4 separate regions of the Zea mays genome follow, and all the other regions are linked to region 4. Evidence: chromatin contacts called from public Hi-C data. All regions are on one chromosome and are shown on one strand. The core of a region is the stretch at or near the end of the contact, and the rest is flanking DNA. Distances in the headings are between cores, read along the strand shown.

Region 1 (5,090 bases), core at 101-2,600, 260 kb before region 4:
GGTGAATGGCTAGGGATCCACTACGAAGCCTTTACAAAGTTCCACTAGCTTCAGAAAACCCGCTACATTTTCTAGGAAGAGCAATGCGGGAATCCCCCATCTGACCGCCATCGCAGCAAAATCAACCCGGGAACCTCCCTACACGCCTACTGCCCTTGCCCCTATCGGGTAAGGTAGTCCTCCACTAGCTTTCCTAGTTAGTCAGCCAAGGGCGTCCCATTCCACCCTTGTGGTGGCACATGTTTCTCAAGTTAAGCTCCATGTTCCAATTAAAAATAATGATCTTGACATGAATAATAAATAAAATAATAGTATAATTGGAACATGAACATAATGTAATATTAAACCCAAAACCATATAGAGCAATAGCAAAAACTATCCAAATAGTTCAGGGGTAAACAAGGTAACAAGATAATCAGTCTAGGGTGACCTATTGGGTCCCATCAAAATTAAGCCTATGCATGAATAAGTGATAATAAAGAACATTATTGGGTAATAAAAGTGGTCAAGGGCTCAACTTGCCTGGGACTTGAGATTCCAGGTACCAACTTGCTCTTCAGGTGACTCGTGACCTCACTGTTAGTCATAGCAATACAGACAAACATGATATAGGCAAAATTAACATCACATCAAACATAAGTACAAACTGAATAATAATAATCTATGAGATGCTACGAGATCGTGGGTTCGAGAATCACTAAATTCGGAGCTACGGTTACAAAGATATGGCTTTTCCAAGATTTAGGTGATTTAATCAATGAAACTATATTTTATGTTGATTAAAATAAATCATGTGAGAAAAGATATAACTAACTCCAATTTTAATATAGGTTATAACCTGATTAGAGGTCATTCGATAGTTATTAATAGTCATAGTCGGACTACTTTGATAAAATATTAATCTACTATATAGATAGGGTAATTAAATAACTAACTAAAAGAGTAAGTGATATGACAACGGGATGTTTGTCATAGTGTAGTAAACTTTATTACAAATCTATCACAATTTGAATGAGTCAAATCGGAGTTAAAACGAGAAAGTTATGAATTTCCTAAGTTTATCATATTTATTTTCATTCTAAAAATCATTTTAGATTTTATTCTCTGAGATTACCAGACCGGTGGATGGCGGACACAATTTCTGAGTTCACCAAGGTCTAACCTACAAAACTCAGGGCCTTTCTAAAATGATTCCATCACCATCAGGGATCGCGGGTTAATTGTGGAAAACCCTGAGGACCCATACTGCAAAAATACCACGCGGATTCAACGTGCTCGGCTCTAGGCCATCCATTTTAGGATCTAAGGCCCAGATTAGATGGACTACCCTAGCGAACCGGTACGTGATGTGAGTCGTTGGATCAAGATCCCATGGCTGCGGTTAAATAGGTCCACATAACGAACCGGTATGGAATGTCCCCCGTAGGATTGCCAACCGACGGTGGCGATTCAAAATCATACTATTAAAATCCTAACCGCACATATCCTGATCTAGGGTCCCCAATTCACCCCCGCATCATCCGATCACGCACGTCCATCAGCAAACAGATGACCCACATAAGATTTGGCCGAACTGCACACTGGCTCTGATCATGGCCGTTGGCGACCAAATCAGCGGTCCCGGCACATCTTCCCCACCCCGATGCGGCAGAGCGGGGGTGAACAGCACCCCGCGGCAGAGCAACTCGCCGGCACACCCCGCCCGACGGAGACAGGGCCCCAAATCCTACACCAACCCGTGCTACACGCAGAGGAAGACGAGGTGATTCGAGAGGAAGGCTTCTTACCATGAGTCAATGCTTGGTTGCGGCCAGCCACGTACAAGGCGAAATCACGGCGGAGGGGAAACGACGGCGAGAAATTAGTGGCCTCACGGTGGATTTCCCCGCAGTGGAAGGTTGTGGCCAGTTTTGGTAATCACCACCGATTGTCCAAGGGCTTCAATTCGGCTCCACAACCGCCATGGCGAGAGCAGAGCCAACGGCGGGCCTTTCCCCAAGCAGGCGGTGATGAGGTTAAAGGGGTTAGGACGCACGACCCAAGCGTGGAGTTCATCTGGCTTCAGATGCGCACCCAGGCACAGTCTTATACACAGGACCACTCGAACTAACCGCCAGAGATCCACGGAGATCCACGACCGGACCTCGGGTGTTAGTTGAGCGCGCATCGGGATGACAACATGGGCCCCGCCAGTCACAGAGAGAGGCACCACAGGCACAGGAGCGCCACAGAAGGGAAGGACGCTGGCGAGTGAGCCCCGGCCGGCAGTGGCACAGATGCGTGCGACGCAGATGTTGGGCTGGCAAGGTGAGGTGAACCGGTTGAGCAGAATCGTCCCATATGTAGCCTTCTTTCTTTTTTTGTTTTCTTTCTATTCTCTTCTCAATTCAATTTTGAATTCAAATCTGTTCTAAATTTAAGTTCAAGTTTAGTGCACCAATAAAACTCCAATATGATGTGCAACAATTATATTAATATATTTAGTTGCTTTATTTATTATATTATTTTATTTTAGATAATGCTTTTAACATGAAATACACATCACATTTATTTCAATAGTATATTATTTCGGGTGTGTAGTCAAGTCAAAAGGTATATTCTGAAGTTCATATCCCTTTGTCCTGATAGAAAACATTTTTCGATTGTCTAATCTTCATTAGGATATGATTAGCTAATCTTATTTTATTATGAGCATTTACTTCATAGAGGGTGAATTCTAAAGTTCAGTCTTTTTCAAGAGCACCTATTTTGATGATTATATTTATTATTATTATTTCTATCTAAAGGATTCCCTTAAATCTCAAGTTAAGATTGAGTGTTACAAATCCTACCCCCTTAATAGAAATCTTGTCCTCCAGATTAATAAGAAAGGGAATGCAACTAGTTTGGTTTGTAGTCTATATTTTAGTTTCTAATTGGTTTTAATACCAAAAGTTTTTTTACATCACAAATTATTAGGTGATTAGGAAAGCAGGGGTATATATACGGGTATAGCCACTTCATAAAAGATGTGTTTAAAGCATAGATATGTTTGGGTAAGAAAGAGTACGGTAAGGAAAGGCTCCATCCAAGATTGTGGATCTTGATTCCTTTGAAGATCTGACTTGAATCTTATCCTACCTTGATTTGATGAGGTCGATCATCTTCGATCTTCGGCCTTAGAATCGTCACCAAAGTTAGGGATATATAATTAAGATGACTTGTAGATAAGAACAGATGATTAGTGGGTAGGTCATATGGAATGAGTGTACTATGGCATAATCTAGCTTCCTTTGGGGTCTAGCGTGACTCATATTTCTCTTTAATAAGATTGATCTCTTCCTACTTGAGCTTTGGTGTCTCCATCCGGGTTTGGGACAAAAGATTAAGATAGATCAGTAGGTAACAACTAGGCAGAGGGTTTAGTAGGCAGCTATATGCTAGATGGGATTAGTTATGTATCCTGTTATGTAGGTCAAGTGGTTGGGTATGGCCGAGTCGATCTAAGTCACCAATTTAGGCTTTAGTGAATTAGGAGTATGACCTTATCCTTTTGTACCAGCATTAAGTAATTCTCACTAGATTGGATCATATTAGCTTATATCACATTAGATTTTATACTCATATTTAAGAATATCATTTAGTTAAGCATATCAAGCTGATTTTATCTGTATGAAATTCTAGTATCTGTATTTTTTTATCTAAGTAGAACTTCCAATTAGTATATTTTTATACACCTAAAATTCTTCATGCCATTAGCAGGTGTGGCATAGAAAACAAGGGTAACTCAGGTTTTAGCTATTAGGTGAGTGTGGAGAAGATTTGGAGGATAAGGGAAAGTTAGGTAAGGGAGACTTTTATTCCGGGTGGTGGATCTTGATTCATCTGAATATATGTTTCTACTCATATCCTTCATTGTCGAGGTTAACCTTCTTCTTGGGTCTGATTCAGGGACCATCCGTCATGGTGTTAGATGCCATTATCTGAGTTGGGGTAACAATTGCGGGTACATGGGATAGGTAGGTTAAACATAGTTTTACTTCGCTTTTGGGATAAATGGGTTGGGCAACCTATAACATAGGCTGGGTCGTGGTTTCACGGACGAGTTGGTCTAAGACACCAATTTAGGTTTAAAACCCATTTATAGGAATATGGTCTAATCTATGTTACCAGTATTAACTAACTTGTTTAAGTCACTCCCTTTAGATTGGATCATATTAGATTAGGTAGGGTCTAGATTAGATCGGATATAACTAGATTAGACTAGTTTAAGTTAAATAGATCTACCTGGTAGGACATATATTATTAATATATGTTAGAATCTTTTGAGATAGGATGGATTATATGGTGTAGGTAAGTCATAATCTATGTTAGGTTAAAACAGAGGGGTTATGCAACCATCAGATGTTTAAGATAGTTTCACGAGGCCGAGTTGGTCTGTTGTTCTTAATTTAGTGCAGAGTGAATTAAGTTAAAACATATTTTATAGGAGTAGAGTCTCATTTATTTCATCAGTACTAACTCTTCTATTAAGTAATTTACATTAGATTAGCTCAACTTAAGGTTAGCCTTCGTTAGGTTAGATTAATCTATCACATTAGATCAGATCTAGGTTAGATTGTTATGACTAGATAGACTAGATAAGATCTCATTAATTTGGATTAGATCATGGTTGTTACTTTAGGATAAGTAAAGTGGTTAGGATAAGATAATTCCTTCAAGATAAGATGAATCTATTAAGATAAGAGAGAGTCTTTTAAAATAAGATGGATCTATTAGGCTCGATATATTCTAGTGGGGTATTCTTAGTTGGTCTAGTTTATCTTATAAACAATTTATGAGGATAAGATATTCTTTTTTTATTTTTTTACATAAGATGAACCTATTAGGATAAGATAGAATCCTTTAAGTTAAGAGGGATCTATTTAAAATAGATACACTTTAATGGAGGATATTCTAGGTTGTTTAGTTATCTTATGAATTTTATTTATTTATATTTATGCCTATATGTATATGCAGATGTAATTATGGACATTACTCTACAACTCATCACACTCGATCAAAGATCCAAATCAGACATGTATCACAAGAACAAACATTCAAGCATACAA
Region 2 (5,139 bases), core at 788-3,287, 360 kb after region 4:
CATTTTGAGTCGCATAGGACTTCCTACCACGAAAGGCATGCTCCATATCTCTAGGAACAGTGGCTCTTACATGTGTACCATCAATAGCTCCAATACAATCCTAGTTTAAGGGCCATACAAGCATGAAACATTAGGGGCCGTATGTGCAACATGAATATAGACCTGAAAATAAAATAGTGATGAGTTTCACACCTTAAAGTACGGATCCCATCTGTAGTTCCTTGATATTTTGGTTGGAGTTCCAATGAAGGTGGCCTAATTAGTTCCCCCCGTAGCTCACCAATTGCACGAAGAACTTTACTGAAACAACGACTAACTGTTTCCCCAGATCTACCAAAATTCGTGCCAATCAACCTATTTCTAAGGTTATGCCCAATTGTATTTAGAAACATGGCCACTTGTTGGTCAACACACATATGGATAGTGTCCTAAAGTAAACCACGCTCTCTAAAATGTTTAGTTAGGTGAAAGAAACAAGCCCTTTTCATTCTAATCATGTTTATACATGTTGTGTCATCCCTCCAAATCTTTGTGTTGAGATATTCAATTATAACTCTATCCCTTTCATGCATTGGTGCATAGGTAATCCCTATCCTCCTTGCATTTCGTTTTCTTTTTCTAGAATGAATAATCATAGCCATCATTGACAGTAACTTATGTGCATCAGCAACACAAACTATAACCTTGGTCTTCTTATCCATCTACATGTAAGCATCAAATCCAAAAAGACAACAATCATGTAGAATTGATATATAGGTGTACAATCAAGTGTTCATGCAAACAAAATATAAAGGAACTAATAGCAATTACGATCTGCATATTAATACATTATGATCTACATACACTATTTGCATAGAATTATTTACATTACTCAAGTCTAAAAACAATTCAGTAGCGCAAGAAACACAAATTGACAAGAACTGTCGTACATTTGTAAGTCAAGAACCATAAACGATGAGTATGCCGTAGATTTGTAAGTCAAGAACTGATGCTAAGTTCACTAATAAGGAGATTAATTTATAATAGCAATAGCTTGTGGATGAGTATGTCGTAGATTTGATAAAAAAATAAAGGATGCTACACCACCGACACGGCTACACCAGGCACCAGCTACATGGCTAAACAATAAGAACTGCTGTACAAGTTGACAAGAACTTTTCCTTGATGCTGGCCGGCTGTAGCATGGCTCTCTCCCTCTCTCACCTACACGACTACACCAAGCATCAGGCATCAGAAAGGGGTCGGAGAGCTGTTGTCCATGGAGCCTGATCCTGATGCGTCTGCTGGTCACGAGCCTGTGGGGGAAGAGCTCGCCGCGCCGGGCTCACCACGCGGAAGAGAGCAGAGGGGAAGAAGAGAGCAGAGTGGAAAGGAACTCACCGCGCCTGGCTCTTAAGAGCTCGCCGGCTAGCGGGATAAAGGAGGAAAATGAGAGCAGAGGATAGGCGACTCACCGCACCCTGCTGAGCAGCTCGCCGGTCAGCAGGATTGGAGGAAGAGGAGAGCATAGGGGAAGAGGAGAGTAGAGGGGAAAGAGGACTCACCGCGCTGAGGAGCTCGCCGGCCAGCGGGATGAAGGAGGCGGCGCTAGATCTGATGTGGATGAGAAGGGCTCGTGAGGTGCCTTGTCCCGAGAAGAACGATATTATCCGTCTGATTCAGAGGGACGAACATGGACAATATTCTAGTGATAATATTTTTGTAGGGACGGTCTCATCTGAACCTTGACTCCCAACCAAACAGTCTAGTGTGTGGGATCGTCCTGTTCCATCCCGTCCTGACTCGCAACCAAACACATCCTTAATACGCGGCCGGATTTACCCTTAAATCCTGATGTGACGTCTCTGTTTGTGTTTTTCTGAAAAATGCTATATATTTATTTCATCTTCGTGGTTAAGGAATTTTCAATCTTGTGTAAGGGCGAGTTAAGGTTGTGTGCTTTGTTACCTCTGTTTGTTCTCGAAAGCCTGCAAAGACATGGACAGCTCATGCGGTCATGCCTCTTCTCTTCCGTGGCTCTGTGGTCCGTAGTCAGCGCCAGACGCCCAGAGCCCCCGACAAGCACCGGACACTCGCTCGCGAATAGCCTTGGCGGGCCTTTAAAAGGGCGTCCCCGCAAATACGCCACCCCACACGGATCGAAAACGAATTACCCTCGGTGCCCTCCCTCTCGGCGGCGGCGCAAGTCCCCTTCATCTCCGGCGCGGTGAGCTCCCCTTCTTCGTACCCCAGATTCTTACTTCCTTTCCCGGCGCCTGACCCTACACCGCTACGCGCCTGCTCGCGTTTTGGGAAAAAAAACTTACCCTTTCGGTTGCCTTGGCCATTCGGATCTGGCTCCCCCTCGGCGCCGGCGCGCTGGGTTGGCACGGCGAATCTATGTGTCGGTGTCGATGGTGTGCAAGGCGAGCGTGTTAGGTCGCCGTGCAGATAGCTTGGTTTGGCGGAGGATACGGCGGCCGTCTCTGCTTTTGGTTCCTGGGTTGGATCAAGGGACGCAAGGGTCGTCTGCCAATCTGCCATGGAGTTGGGAATGGTAATACTGATCCAATCCGCGGCAAACAGTTCTGGTGTGTTATTGTTATGCACCGGTATATGTTGGCCTGCGATGCAACAAGGATGCTGGTGGCGAAAAAGAAATGGTGGCTGTTGCAGGGAAAATACCGACTAGTCAAATGTATATGCAAAGAGATTTCTTTTGGCGTGTAACAATGTCCTGTACTCAGTTTTTGTGGTCTGATTAGGGATCCAAAGTCAGCAGGGATGGGCTAGAATGCAAATAGGGTATTTTGAATCAACTGCACTGAGATTGCAGTTGATCCTGATGTTAATAAACTGGATTGGGGGTTCTGGCTGCACTTGACTGTTGCCTCTAGAGTTTAGATGGCGCATAGGCAGTTTCTGGTCTACCATGTTTTCATGTTGATGAGGGTTTGCATTGTTCATATTCATCATTTGGATGCAATTCTGCTCCTTAATCTGGGACCAGGGTGCTTCTAACCTAACACAAGTTTGTCTGATGAGTGTAGTCTTCTTGCTTACTAGGTGTTTGTTTCATGATGTACATAAGCACATCACATATCCTGAATGTAGCAATAGGAAAAATGTACATTTACTGTTGTTCTGTGTACTTCACTTCTCAGTATTTCTGTGTTCATCCAAAACCTGAATGGATTGAGGGTTCTATGCTTTGCATAACATAGGAAATTAACTGCTAGACATGGTTTTAAGGGCATGGCTGTGTTGTATTACCTTCCTAGGTTGGGTTGGGAATCAGGTTGCATTTAAAACTACGTCCAAATGATGCATGCTCTAAACCTATATTCTTGTGACATTTTTTTCTCGAAAAGCGCAGGAGAACTGCACTCCAATATATTATAGCAGAAGGGAAGGGGAAAAGAACCCCGGATACAAGGCACCCTTACAGAAGGGAAGGGAGGCCACACAGAAGCATACATAAAACAATCCATAAGGAAAGGATAAGCCACACACACCCTATGAAGATCTGAATCTGACCCTAAGAAGTGGAGAGCGGGGCAGCCAGGAAGGATAATCCCTTGGCACCAGCCACTTGCCACTTCTCCCTCTCCTCATGTGCAGTCTGTAGGAGAAGAGAGAGGTTAGGAGCCACTCCATCAAAAAACCACTCTATTTCTATGGGTCCAGATCAACCACGCTCCAAGAGAGAGAGGAGGTAATCCAACCCTTTCTTCCTCAAACCCGTGACCTGATCTGAAGCCCTTTCTCACCAGCCCAAAAAACTGATATCTCCTTGTTGAGGTGCTAAACTGTGCAGGCCAAAAAACCTTAAGACGATGTACCAAAAGACTCTAGAGAAAACGCAGGATACCAGCATATGATGATAGTTTTGAAGTCTTGATCAAAGAGAGGGCATCTGACTGGATGATTCATGCCTCTTTTTGCAAGACGGTCTGTAGTCCAACATTTATTTTGAGCTACCAGCCACAAGAAGAACCGACATTTAGAGGGAGCCCAAGACCTCCATATCTGCTTGTGGTGAGCAAAAACACAAGTCATAGAATAGACCACTATAAGCAACTTTCGCAGAGTATTTGCCATTAGGTGCAATAGAGAAAATATGTTTATCCTCAATATCTGGCTGCAAAAATAGAACTGAGAGAGCATTCCAGAGGTGCAGATAGTCCGCTAAGGCTCCCACCGTTAGAGCACCCTTAATATCCCCAATCCACCTCCTATTTAGCAGGCCTTCTTGCACAGTTCTTTTTGCTGGTTATTCTTTTTGGGATTATGCTAAACAGCCTTGGGGCAAAGTCTGACACTTCTTCCATTGATCCATTTGTCCACCCAGAATAAGGTATTAGATCCATTACCAATTACAGTGGTCAGCACAACAGAGAAGAAGGATTTGGCTTTACATGGCACCTTAATTGGAAGATCAGCCCATGGATGGGTAGGGTCAGTTTTCTTCAACCATAGAGCCATCTCATTCGGAGAGCCCAGCACAGCTCTGGGAAACTCGAGATTCCCAAGTCTCCCAAATTCATAGGCATGCAAACCTTTCCCTGAGCAACCATACAATGCCCACCCTTTGCTTCCTTTCTACCTGTCCACAAGAAGCCTCTTCTAATCTTGTCAATAGCGACAATGGCCCATTTAGGAAAATCAATTGGCATAGCAGCTGACATACCAGTGTGAACGTGCTGAACTAATACCCTTCTGCCTGCCCTGTTCATCAGGCCAGTCTTCCAATTTGGGAGCTTATTAGCAATTTTGTCCACCAAGGGTAAGAACTGGTCTTTGTTCAACTTTCGTAAGGAAAGAGGGAGTTCCAAATATTTGCATGGAAAGGAAGCAATTTCACATGGCAAACAATTTTGGACCTCCAGGATGGTGTGCTGGGAGCATCTGATAGGGAAAATATTGGACTTCTGAGCATTGTTGCGAAGGCCAGAGGCATCCTCAAACAACTCAAGGATTTCCAGAGAAATGGAAATGTCTTCCTGAGTAGGGTGCAAAAATAGAGCCACATCATCAACATAAATTGAAATCCTGTGAAGCTTCTTCCTATTAGATAGAAGCTGCAACAATCCAGCTTCCTCGGCCTTGGAAAAAAGAAGACCAAGCACATCCATGACAAGGATGAACAACATTGGGGAT
Region 3 (4,923 bases), core at 2,269-4,768, 330 kb before region 4:
CATGCACCATTGCTTGAGCTGCACCACATGACATGAGGTGCAGGTCCAAGCAGAAGTCACCCCATGTGTTCTCCCAAACACGGCGGTTTACCCCTTCAAGCACAACTTGCTGAGCTCCTTGCCTCTGAAAATGGCCACGGACATAGATTTAATTACTTGTGTGGACAAAGTTTACATAACTGATGCGACAAAAGGGTGGAGGACTGAAATATGACAAATAATTGAAGTTGTCAAAAATGAAATAGAATAGTCTTCTTTCTAAAAAATTATCAGTGTAAAATAGGATTATGACAAAAAAAATACTGAACTCATAATCCTAATATACAATAACTGCACTTGGATCCATGTGTACGCTAAGGAGTAAACCTACCTGGCCGAAATGCCATAGCACATCGGTAAGAGCATTGTAAAAGGCAGAAGATGTTGGAGAATCCATGCGGCCCAGCTGATTAAAGAGGGACCGTGCTTGAGACCAAGCTTCTCGATGGCCCATCAAAAGCCCATACGCAACCCCATAGACAGAGTTATCAAATAAGCGAAGCTGTTCCAGTAAAAGGGCTGCATCTTCAAAACTATTACAGCGACTACAAGAACAACAAAGCAAATAGTTAGAACCACACAGAACTTAAAGAGGCACACTTATGTAAACGTGATTTTCTATACGAATTTGCAGTGTCGTCTTTCACTTATGTGCTTTTTCTTTTGAATAAGGCAAGGACACATTTAGGACACCTTTTTCTAGTATTAATTTTCTTTTGAATAAGGCAAGGACACATTTAGGACACCCTTTTCTAGTATTAAAAAAATACAGGTTGTAGAATATAGAGTAATCTTGTGCATTAATGAAATACATGAAAGCTGAAGTTTAGTCAGTGCAAACATAATTCCAAAATCGAAGTTACCTAGTTTAAGCTGCTAAAATACAGTTTAATGTCCAGGTTAACACATTGGCAATTGTTGCATTTACGACTGACACAGTGTATTTTTATAGAAACACTGGCACGATACAAAGAGCTACAACAGCAGTGGCATCTGAAGTCTCCAATGAAATGATGAAGAGTACCTGCAAGCATTCAGGATCGCAGAAAATGTTACAACATTTGGCCGTACACCCTGCTGGACCATCTTCTGAAACAATTCCAGAATGAAAAATAGTTCCTGTGACCTCCTCATCCTAACATCAGTGGCAGAGCGCCCTCCTCTTATCACTGGATTAGTGACCCTTACAACCTGGCCACCATAAACCCCAACAATTCCCATGTCACCAATATCAGAATCCTCCTCAGTAAAAATCTTCGACTTGCCAAATGCATCAATGATTGTGTTGTAGGTTACAACATTTGGCTTGATACCCATCTTCATCATCTCATCAAGCAAAGACAAAGCACACTCAACCAAGCCATTCTTGGCCAAAGTATCAATAAAAGAGCTGAACAGAACAACATCTGCCTTTAGACCAGACTCCTTAAAATCCAAATAGACATTAAATGCATCTCCATGCATTCCTGCCTTCGAATAGATATCTATCAAAGTTGAGTATGTCAGCACACTAGGAGCTACGCCTTGCGCCCGCATATCTTGAACAAGGAAAGCGACCATGTCCAAGCGTCCTTGCTTTCCATATCCATTAATCAAGGAATTGTAAGTAACAGTGTCCTTCTCAATGCCCAATTTCTCCATTTCTTCACATACAGTAGCAATTTCATCATATTTCCCTGTCTTCACATATATGGCCAGTAAGGTGTTGTAGCAAACTCGGTCCAGTTGTATTCTCAAAGACTTCATCTTTTCACGCAACTTGAGTGCCTCATCATATTTCTCCAGTTTGGAGAATCCATCCATAAGCGTACTATATGTAACGACATTTGGCTTGGCATTGTTTGCTTCCATATCCAATACAACTTGCAGAGCCAGCCCCATGTTGCCACACTTGCAAATAGCATCGACGAATGTGTTGTAAGTGTAAATGTCACGCCCACTACCAAGATGGATCATTTCATCAAAGACAGTGCGAGCATCTTCCAAATGCCCAGCCCGGCTACATGCAGCAAGAAGTGAGTTAAATGTTTTACGGTCCGGACAGAGCCCATCCTGCAGCATCTGACGGAAATATCCAAGTGTGAACCTAAGGTCAACACCCCCTTTTCCACATGCATCAATCACTGCATTGTATGATACCGTGGTAGGCCGCAATCCTGCACCTTTCATCGACTCAAGCACCCCCATGGCCTCAGTTGCAAGCCCACTCCTGGCATAAGCTGAGATAAGCGCAGAGTGCGCAAACACCGTATTGCCATAGCTCCCTGCAATGCCAGTATCAAAAGCCCTCCTCGCGAGGTCTGGCCGGCCCATCTTGCCAAGTGCACCAATGGCGGCAGTCAGAAGTTTTCCCTTGTCAACAGCACCACCCCCAACTAAGGGTAGTGCGGCATAGAACACCTCGAATGCACGAAGTGCAGATTTATCCCTGTCGCCGAGCCCCCGGAGGATCTGGCAGTAGTCCTCAGGACCAAGTAGCTCGCCCCGAAACGACGAGAGGGCCGAACCAAGCCCTCGCCTATCTTCAGGCGCGACGCGGAGCAGCTTCTCGACACAGCGACCCGCGGCGGCTGAGGACACGCGCCCGCGGTCCTGTGCGCCCCCTCCGCCGCCGCCGCCACGGGTGCGCTTGGAGATGGTCTTGGTGGTGCGCGCGCGCCGAAACTCCGGACCGAGCGCGGCGGCCGCCGCCGCGGTGCGCTGGGGCTGCTGCGCCCACGGCGCGCCGTGGCCAACGAAGATAGGCCTGTGGGCGGGCTGGCACGCCGCGGAGGAGGAGGCGGCCGGGGAAGCCGCCGCGAGGAGGTGTGGCGGGCACAGCGCCGCGGCCGCGGCCGACGCCGAGGCCGGCGGCGCGGACGGGTGCAGTCGCGCGGTGGCCGTGGCCGTGACCGCCGCCGCGGCGGCCGCCGAGTGGTGGTGCGCCGCGTGGTGCGACGCCGCGTGCGCCTGCGACGGCGTGAAGTGCGTCGCCATACCGGCGGTGGCCGCAGCAGACTCCCAGCAAAGCACGCAACCACGCGAGAATCACCTCCTCCCGAACGGCGCGCTCTTTGCCCAAACCCGGTCAAAATCCTCCCACGAAATTCTTCCTCCACGAGACACCAGCTGCACAACCCTGCCCACTAAATCCTAACCCAAACCAAGCAGCCTAGAGATACACCGGACCGGAATCGAATCTCCGGGTCCTCGCGCGGCGGCACGACACTAGCCAAACAGAGCACCAGAAAGGCGGGATCTTGAGGACTAAACTAAACCAGGGCCATTTTGCTGCGGTGCAGCAGCAGAGGCTATGATGAGGGAGCCATCAGATCATGCCCGTTGGCGATCGATTTGATGATAAGATAAGGGGATTTGGCGTCTGATTTCGCGAGGCGGGGATTGGGTGGCTGCCAAGAACACACGCGTGGCGTGGGTAGGAAGCGAAGCGAGGCAGAGAAGGGAAGAGATAAGACGCCAAGAAAAAAAGTGAACAAAGAATTGGACTTTTATGCGTGGGCCCCTCATTCACCTCGAAGCATTTCCTCCTCTAGCTACCGCGTTTCGTACAGATTTTTTTCGTGGGTTGAGTTACTGACATGCTGGACCCAGTGGCCCCACCTGCATGCAGTCGTGGAGGTCTGGAGGACGAGGAGGCGCTTTGCTTCGGCGACGTTGGCGAAACATGAGCGTGACACAGCTGAGCTGGCGTGTTTCGTGGCGGATGCTTGGGTTATGTGGCCAGGTGGCTGCTTAAACTGCTTTCAACGCCCGCCGACCTCCCCTCTCCTACCCCTGTAGCAATTTAGGGTGATGCGTGAGCTATAACGGCACGCGCTAAACGGCCCCCTACCTGGTACAGTGCAAGGGGGCAACCTTCTTTCTCCACAGATCTGGGCGCTAAACGGCCCCCTACCTGGTACAGTGCAAGGGGGCAACCTTCTTTCTCCACAGATCTGGGGCAGCCGCCGGCTTCCTCTTGCACTATTCGTCGTTGTTTTGTGTGCACTTGAGTGTTTCTTAGTTGGTAAAAAATAAGAATAGATAATGAATAGACATGAAAAATAATATTTTATGATTATAGTGAGGTATAGGGAAGATATAGGGGGAACCGCTGTAGAGCGTGGAGATATAGGGGGAAGAGAACGCTGACGTGACACGTGAGTGGGATTTAGGGGGAACCGCTGAACACAATCTTAGATGGTGAATCGCTGTAGCCACTCCCACTCGCGGAGAGTAGTGATGGCAACGGATCGGATTCGGATCGGATATTGCAAATATCCATTCGCAACCACATCCGCGATTGCAACCAATATTCGCCCGCGACATACCCGCGGGTAGAAATTTATATCCATGCACGTGTCCATTGGATTTTGGACTGGTTTCGGATATCCATCGGATATAATAGACACAATCATTTATTCAACAATTCAATAGCATAATTAGTCAAATTTCTTCCCAGTTCACCATCATACACAATTAGAACTTAATAAAAGAATTATTATGGGCCTGCGGGCCTCGGTTAGGGGCACTAGAGCTTGTAACAGCCAACCGTCAGCGGCGGTCTATGAGACTTGGAAAAGGGCCACGGGGCACAACGCAGGAAGCCAACAAGGCTATAAGGGGTGGCCAACAGTGGGAAATTGGGAGCGTTAGGCGTGGGGTTCATTGTGTTAGAGTTTGTTCTTTACTATGTAACATGGGCTAGGCCAAAAAATACACTATGGGTTGATTTCGGATATCCACCGGATAACCCGTGGATAGAATGTAATATCCTAATCCCTGCCCACCCGACTTCGGGTCGGATTCGGGTCTGACCCACGGGTCAAAACATGTATCCATATCAGGCTCCGTCGGGTCGGATATCCGGTGGATATCCAAATCCACGGGTCAAATTGCCATCCC
Region 4 (5,522 bases), core at 2,438-4,937:
ACCTACAAGGTTGTCCAAGGTCCTCAGGACAAGGACAACTGTAGGTGGGCCAAATACCTTGGGAGGTTCTGTCACAGCTGGTATCAGAGCAGTGCTCATCTCTCCAGATATTACGTAGTACTTCAAAAGAATTTTTAAATACTCACCTAGAAATATTCTTTCATTCTTACCTTACCACTTTCTGGTAAGCCCCTTATCTTGTAGAATTGGGTAACAGAGTGCAATATATAGGACGTTGGGATCAACGAAGGTTAATTCCATAATTATTAGAATATGCATGCATCATGTTAAGAATATACTAATAAATCTTCCCCTCTTATGGAGATATGGCACGTACAAGGAAAACAACACGCAAATCTACTGGACCTTTTGGCGTGCCTCGCCATCAGCTAGCCCCTAGACATGAAGGGAGTAGTAGTGGCAGCAATGACCCAATTAGAGACCTGGAAGCCAAAGTGGAACAACTTCGGTCGCTACGTCACCGGAATAGGGCTTGGGCGCAGGACAACCAACATATAGCTGAATTGTCAGCTGACGTGAGCCGCTTGCAATATGAGATTTCAGAACGGGATTCGGCCATTGATTGGGCCGTCAACTCGAGTTCGATCGCATGGGACCACGAAGCAAAAGCTCGAGCTCATGTGGCAGAGCTTAGTGCGGCCCTCGATAGCCTGCAAGTGTATTGTAATACTTTACATGAAGAAGTACATGTACTGTATGATTGACTGCACCCGGACGTGCCTTCCGACATTGCTACAATGGGAGCCAGACCATCAGAAACAACAAATGAAGGACCTGATGGGGAGTTGGACCTTTTTATGCCCCCTCCTTCCATGAACCTTGCTGACGAACGGTCTCCTGCAGCAGGAAATGAAGCAACTAAGGATGACGAAGACTAGAATAGTATAGTTTTATAGTTTAGACTAAAATAAGTAATGAAGTCAAGTTGTACGCTGGAGTCTTTATAATTATTAAATTTTGGTAATGTAATACGATGGTGTGTGCTAGCATGTTATATTTTTTCCAAATGTTTCTTTGCCTCAGATGCCATCACAGACTCGCGCACATAACGGTGCAGGGACTTTCCGTGGTCGGAAAGATACTCCTAACCCGCCACCAGTACCACCGACCTTGGCCGAGGCTATCGCTGCCCTGGTCAGTGCCACTGCGGATAATACGCGCTTCTTGCGCAAAATGGCGGGCAATCAGTTCCAATAGTATGGTGGGAGATCTCCTCCTCAAGGACCGCGTGAAACTACATACTTGGAATTTTCTGAGACTTGACCCCCGCTCTTTATTAAAGGAGAAGAACCTCTAGAAGCTGGTGAGTGGGTAAGAGTTATGGAACAGAAGTTTGGATTAATTCGCTGCATAGAGACGCAGAAGCCACTGTTTGCTGCACAATAGCTGAGAGGGCCTGTCAGTACTTGGTGGGCAAATTTTGTAGCAATTCAACCGGCTGGACATCAGATCACCTGGGAGGAATTCAAGCTAGCGTTCCGGGAGCATTATGTTCCAGAGGGAGTGTCCATATGAAACAAGAAGAGTTCATCCGGTTAAAGCAAGGGGGAGATACTATAATGCGATATCTCAATAAGTTCAACCATCTGTCCCAGTATGCCATTGACCAAGTGAATACATATCTGAAGAAAAAGAATTGTTTTATGAGGGGACTTAATGACAGGCTTTAGCAGAAAATGGCAACGTGCTTGGACCTTACCTACAGTAGGGCTGTCAGTACAACACTGGCAGTAGAAGCCAAAAATGCAGGACCTGGAAAATCAAAGGGGTTTGGAGGTGAAAGGTCAAATCAAGGGTCTGAGAAGGGAACCAGGTTGGTGATCCGACCTTTTAATCAAAATCGTTCTTCGTCTCACCCACCTTCATATACATTCTAGCAGCATGTCTTTATTCGTCCCACTACTGCCCCTGCTCCTACCAATCAACCGAGTGCCCTTGGTACTCGTTTCCATGCTCTCCCTAGTTCTTCCACTGGTTGCTTCAACTGTGGAAAGTCCGGACACTTTATCAAGGACTGCCCATACCCGAAGCAAAATAAAACCAATTTCCAACAGAACTCTGGGAACTCCAACCAAGGAAAGGGGAACACGACTAATACTTCAACGAGCAAGAACTTCAAGAAAACTGGACGGATTTATTATACCCAAGTGGTTACAACACCGGAGGGCGAGCCGGTAATGATGGGTATGTTCCTTGTTGCCAATTACCCATCAGTTATTCTCTTTCGATTCTGGTGCATCACATACCTTCATAAGCAAGAATTTTGTGGAAAAGCATTGCATTCCTTGCACTGAATCAAGGGAAGGGTTTATTATCCACTCACATATGGGATAGATATTTACTAAGGAAGTAGCCTTCCACATACCAATAACGTTAGCCGCACGGGAATTTCCTACCAACATGATTGTTTTAAATGGTTAAGACATAGATGTAATCTTGGGCATGAATTGGTTGGCCCAACATAAGGCCATCATCAATACAGACTTAAGGACCATCAAATTGAGCCATGGCCATGAAGAGATTCAATTGTCTATCCCTGTAGCTGTCCCCGTCAAACCATCTGGGCAAGTTTATGAAGCTATCGTGCAAGAAATCCAGGATATTCCGGTGGTATGTGAATTCCCGGATGTCTTTCCTAAAGACTTACCTGGGTTGCCTCCGGAAAGGGATATGGAATATAAGGCCCAAAATCTGTATAAAAAAACTATAATAATAATAAAATAAACACATGAAGAAATGAAATAGTAAATTCGGATATCTCAAAATATACTTGAGTATTGAAAATTGAGAACTAAATTTTGAAAACCAAGAATTATTTTAGAAAAGAAGTAATAGAAAAGTTTTTCTATTCAACTAAATAATTATGCATATCATTAAATGATGCACCATAAACATTTATCTACAAGGATATTAAATTTTGAAGTAACTTTTACTCATTGTCCCACATTCAAAATACTATTTCTTTTCTAAAAAGAAAGAAAACAATAGGAGAATGTTTCATATTTCTAACATCTATCAAATAAATAAAATAATTAAAATAAACATAAATCTATTGCATCATGTGGGAGTTTATTTATGTGTGCATTTAACAGTAATAATAATAATGTTAGTAGAAATACATTAATATTCACATTTGGATTTAAGACCTAGTTTGCAAATTAGAAATTTTGTAATGTCAAAAAGGAATAATATGGGAATATCTCATTTTGACAAAGTAAATAATGGATATAAAACAAAGTAAACTATGTATAACAAGTTGGAGCTTTTGTTTGAGCACTTAAATGTACTCTAAGTTTGAACTATGTTTACATTTAATTCAAAATGTGAATTTGAATTCAAAATAGAAATACAAAATATGAAAGGAATTGAAAATAGAGAAGGAAGGCGAGAAATATTATTCAATATAAAACAATATTATAATTAAATAAACTTCACCACATGATAGTGTGACCAGATTGCATAGTTAACATGAAACTGAATTTACACTTAAGTTGAATTCAAAACTTAAATTCAAATGAATTATGAGTAAAGAAAAACAGAAAATAAAATTAAAAGAAAAAGGAAAAGGGGGAAACTCGCGTTGGGCCTCATCCACGCTAGCGGCCCATTTCCCTTCTCTATTGCGCGACCCGCTACCCAACCTTCCCCACGGCGCTGACGACTGGGCCCCTGTGGGCAGTCTCAGGTGGCGCGCTCTGGTTGACTTCCCTCGCTTTCACGTGGGTCCAGAGTGTCGGAATCATCTGCTTCCCTCCAACAAACTCAGCTGAGCGCGTATCGATCCGAGATTCAACGCCTACGACCGATTGCCGAAATCTCTTCTACCCGTGTTTTAGCTACCATGATTCCTCTCTTAGCCGTCTACGGGTGGGGCTAGATAAGCAGTACTGTCAGCCCAGTCTCAACCCCCGTGGTCGAGCTGGTCGCCCGATAATGGCACCCTGGGGCGCGGACTTGGTGCGGCTTGTGTATAAATCTCGAGCGCCGGACCTCCCCTCGCCCCTCGTATTCGCTCCATGCCAACTCTTGGGAGCTCGGGCTGGAGTTTGGCGTTCCGCTGTTTGCAGCCGCGTGGGAGAGCTGGAAGACGTCGTCGCCGTGAACTAGTGCTCTGACCGTCGCCTCGGCCTCGGCTAGGGGTTGGGAGCCTTCGTTGAGGCACTCTGGTGCGTGTGGTTCCCTCGGCTGGCACGATTGGGGAGCAGGGTGAAGCGAATTTCTCGCCAGTGGTTGGAGGGCGCGCCTGAGCCGCTCTACGCCGTGACCAGTGGTCTTCGTCGTGCTAATTCCGGTGAATCTCGTCCCATCTTGTTCGTGTTGGTCTTAGCGTCATATAGCACCTTCAATTTGCCGCGTAGTGCATCCAGGCGTAGTGGTGGGTTCGGCGGCCATGGGCGCCATCGCGCTAACGTTGGCGCGCCGCCGCTTGGTTGGTGTCTGGGCGCGGGATTGGGAAGACACGCGTGCACCGTAGATCCGTGGATGTGTGGCTGGGATCGGCTCGCGCGTACCGTTTCGGCCAAACCGATCTGGTTCGTCCGATCGTGGATGGGCGTATGAGATTGGATCGGCTAGTACAAAATCCTAACCGTAGGGTTGGATCCTACGGTCTGCATCGCGTACCTCTTCGCGATCTACTTTGGGCCGTTGGATGGAAATCGGGTGGCCGCGGTATACCGGTTCGATTATAAAACTGAATCTAATCTTAACCGTTGAACTTAGATCTGGCGGCTCATAGTGCACCGTACCCCTTCGGTTGTGGAAATTTCTTAAAGAGCCCCTGTCGTTGTTTTTATTTAACCCGCAGTTTGCGTCTATTGAAGAAACCTCACGGTTTGGTCCTGGTATTTATATTTGGAACCCTGAGCTCTCGGAATATTGTTTGCTCGGTCCAAATTCTATTAAAATTCATGAATAAATCCTAGAAATTGATTTTTAGTATTAAAATAAATCTAAAAACTTGTTTAATTCGTGGAAAATTCATTTTAACTCTGAATTGATCCCTTCCAGTTGCAATAATTCATAATAATATTGTTTATCACTTAGTAACCTCGTTTTGTCATGAAACATAGATTAGAAATTATACACTTAGTTTCTTTTAATCCAACACTCAAAAACTCCGGAAATTTATAAGTTCTTAGTTCTAATTCCGATTTGGTTCGTTCAAGTTGTGTTAGCTCCGTATAAATATGTACTATGCAATAACAACATTTATTATACCATAGCTTATTCTTTTATGATTAGACTTTTATTTAACTTATGTTGGTTAGTCTTGTTAATCTACTTATCATTATAATCTACCAAAATATAATTTCTGGTCAATTTATAACTTAGATTAAAGTTGAGATAATTATTTAGAGAATAACCTCTCTTATGATCTATCCTAACCAATTCATAATATAGTTTAATATTTTAATCACACAGATCTTCTATAAAATCATAACTCCTAAATCGTGACTCCGATCTTAGTAGTTCTCGATCCCGCGATCTCCTAGCAACGC

What was found. Hi-C and Micro-C count contacts between places; a contact is called where the count stands out from the background.
Region 1: a Hi-C map of bundle sheath shows a contact between it and region 4, with 3 times the contacts expected there. The contact joins two enhancer-like sites. A contact is called at or near these places in 2 of 25 Hi-C or Micro-C datasets (bundle sheath and ear).
Region 2: a contact with region 4 is called in a Hi-C map of ear, with 3 times the contacts expected there. The contact joins the promoter of LOC109939366 here to the enhancer-like site in region 4. A contact is called at or near these places in 3 of 25 Hi-C or Micro-C datasets (ear, endosperm and tassel).
Region 3: a contact with region 4 is called in a Hi-C map of ear, with 2.0 times the contacts expected there. The contact joins the promoter of LOC103639469 here to the enhancer-like site in region 4. A contact is called at or near these places in 2 of 25 Hi-C or Micro-C datasets (bundle sheath and ear).

The regions. Positions count from the first base shown.
Region 1 is chr1:151,332,056-151,337,145 of Zm-B73-REFERENCE-NAM-5.0, reverse strand. No RefSeq gene overlaps it. Among protein-coding and RNA genes, the nearest start is that of LOC118476060, 30 kb to the right of the region's middle. Within about 2 kb of position 1,350, at least 20 of the 20 cell types and tissues checked have an H3K27ac peak or open chromatin away from gene starts, as enhancers often do. A contact at or near this core is called in bundle sheath and ear, where this site is marked.
Region 2 is chr1:150,714,513-150,719,651 of Zm-B73-REFERENCE-NAM-5.0, reverse strand. It overlaps LOC109939366, which reads right to left and starts at 2,037. Exons shown (of 3, transcript XM_020546485.2): 1 at 1,948-2,037. The coding sequence starts at 1,979. It overlaps LOC100273814, which reads left to right and starts at 1,842. Exons shown (of 2, transcript XM_020546492.3): 1 at 1,842-2,206. The coding sequence starts at 1,866.
Region 3 is chr1:151,400,708-151,405,630 of Zm-B73-REFERENCE-NAM-5.0, reverse strand. LOC103639469 (pentatricopeptide repeat-containing protein, chloroplastic-like) reads right to left here and starts at 3,518. Exons shown (of 4, transcript XM_008662223.4): 1 at 1,064-3,518; 2 at 371-584; 3 at 1-124. The coding sequence starts at 3,015.
Region 4 is chr1:151,072,031-151,077,552 of Zm-B73-REFERENCE-NAM-5.0, reverse strand. No RefSeq gene overlaps it. Among protein-coding and RNA genes, the nearest start is that of LOC103644961, 54 kb to the left of the region's middle. Within about 2 kb of position 3,687, at least 20 of the 20 cell types and tissues checked have an H3K27ac peak or open chromatin away from gene starts, as enhancers often do. A contact at or near this core is called in bundle sheath, ear, endosperm and 1 more, where this site is marked.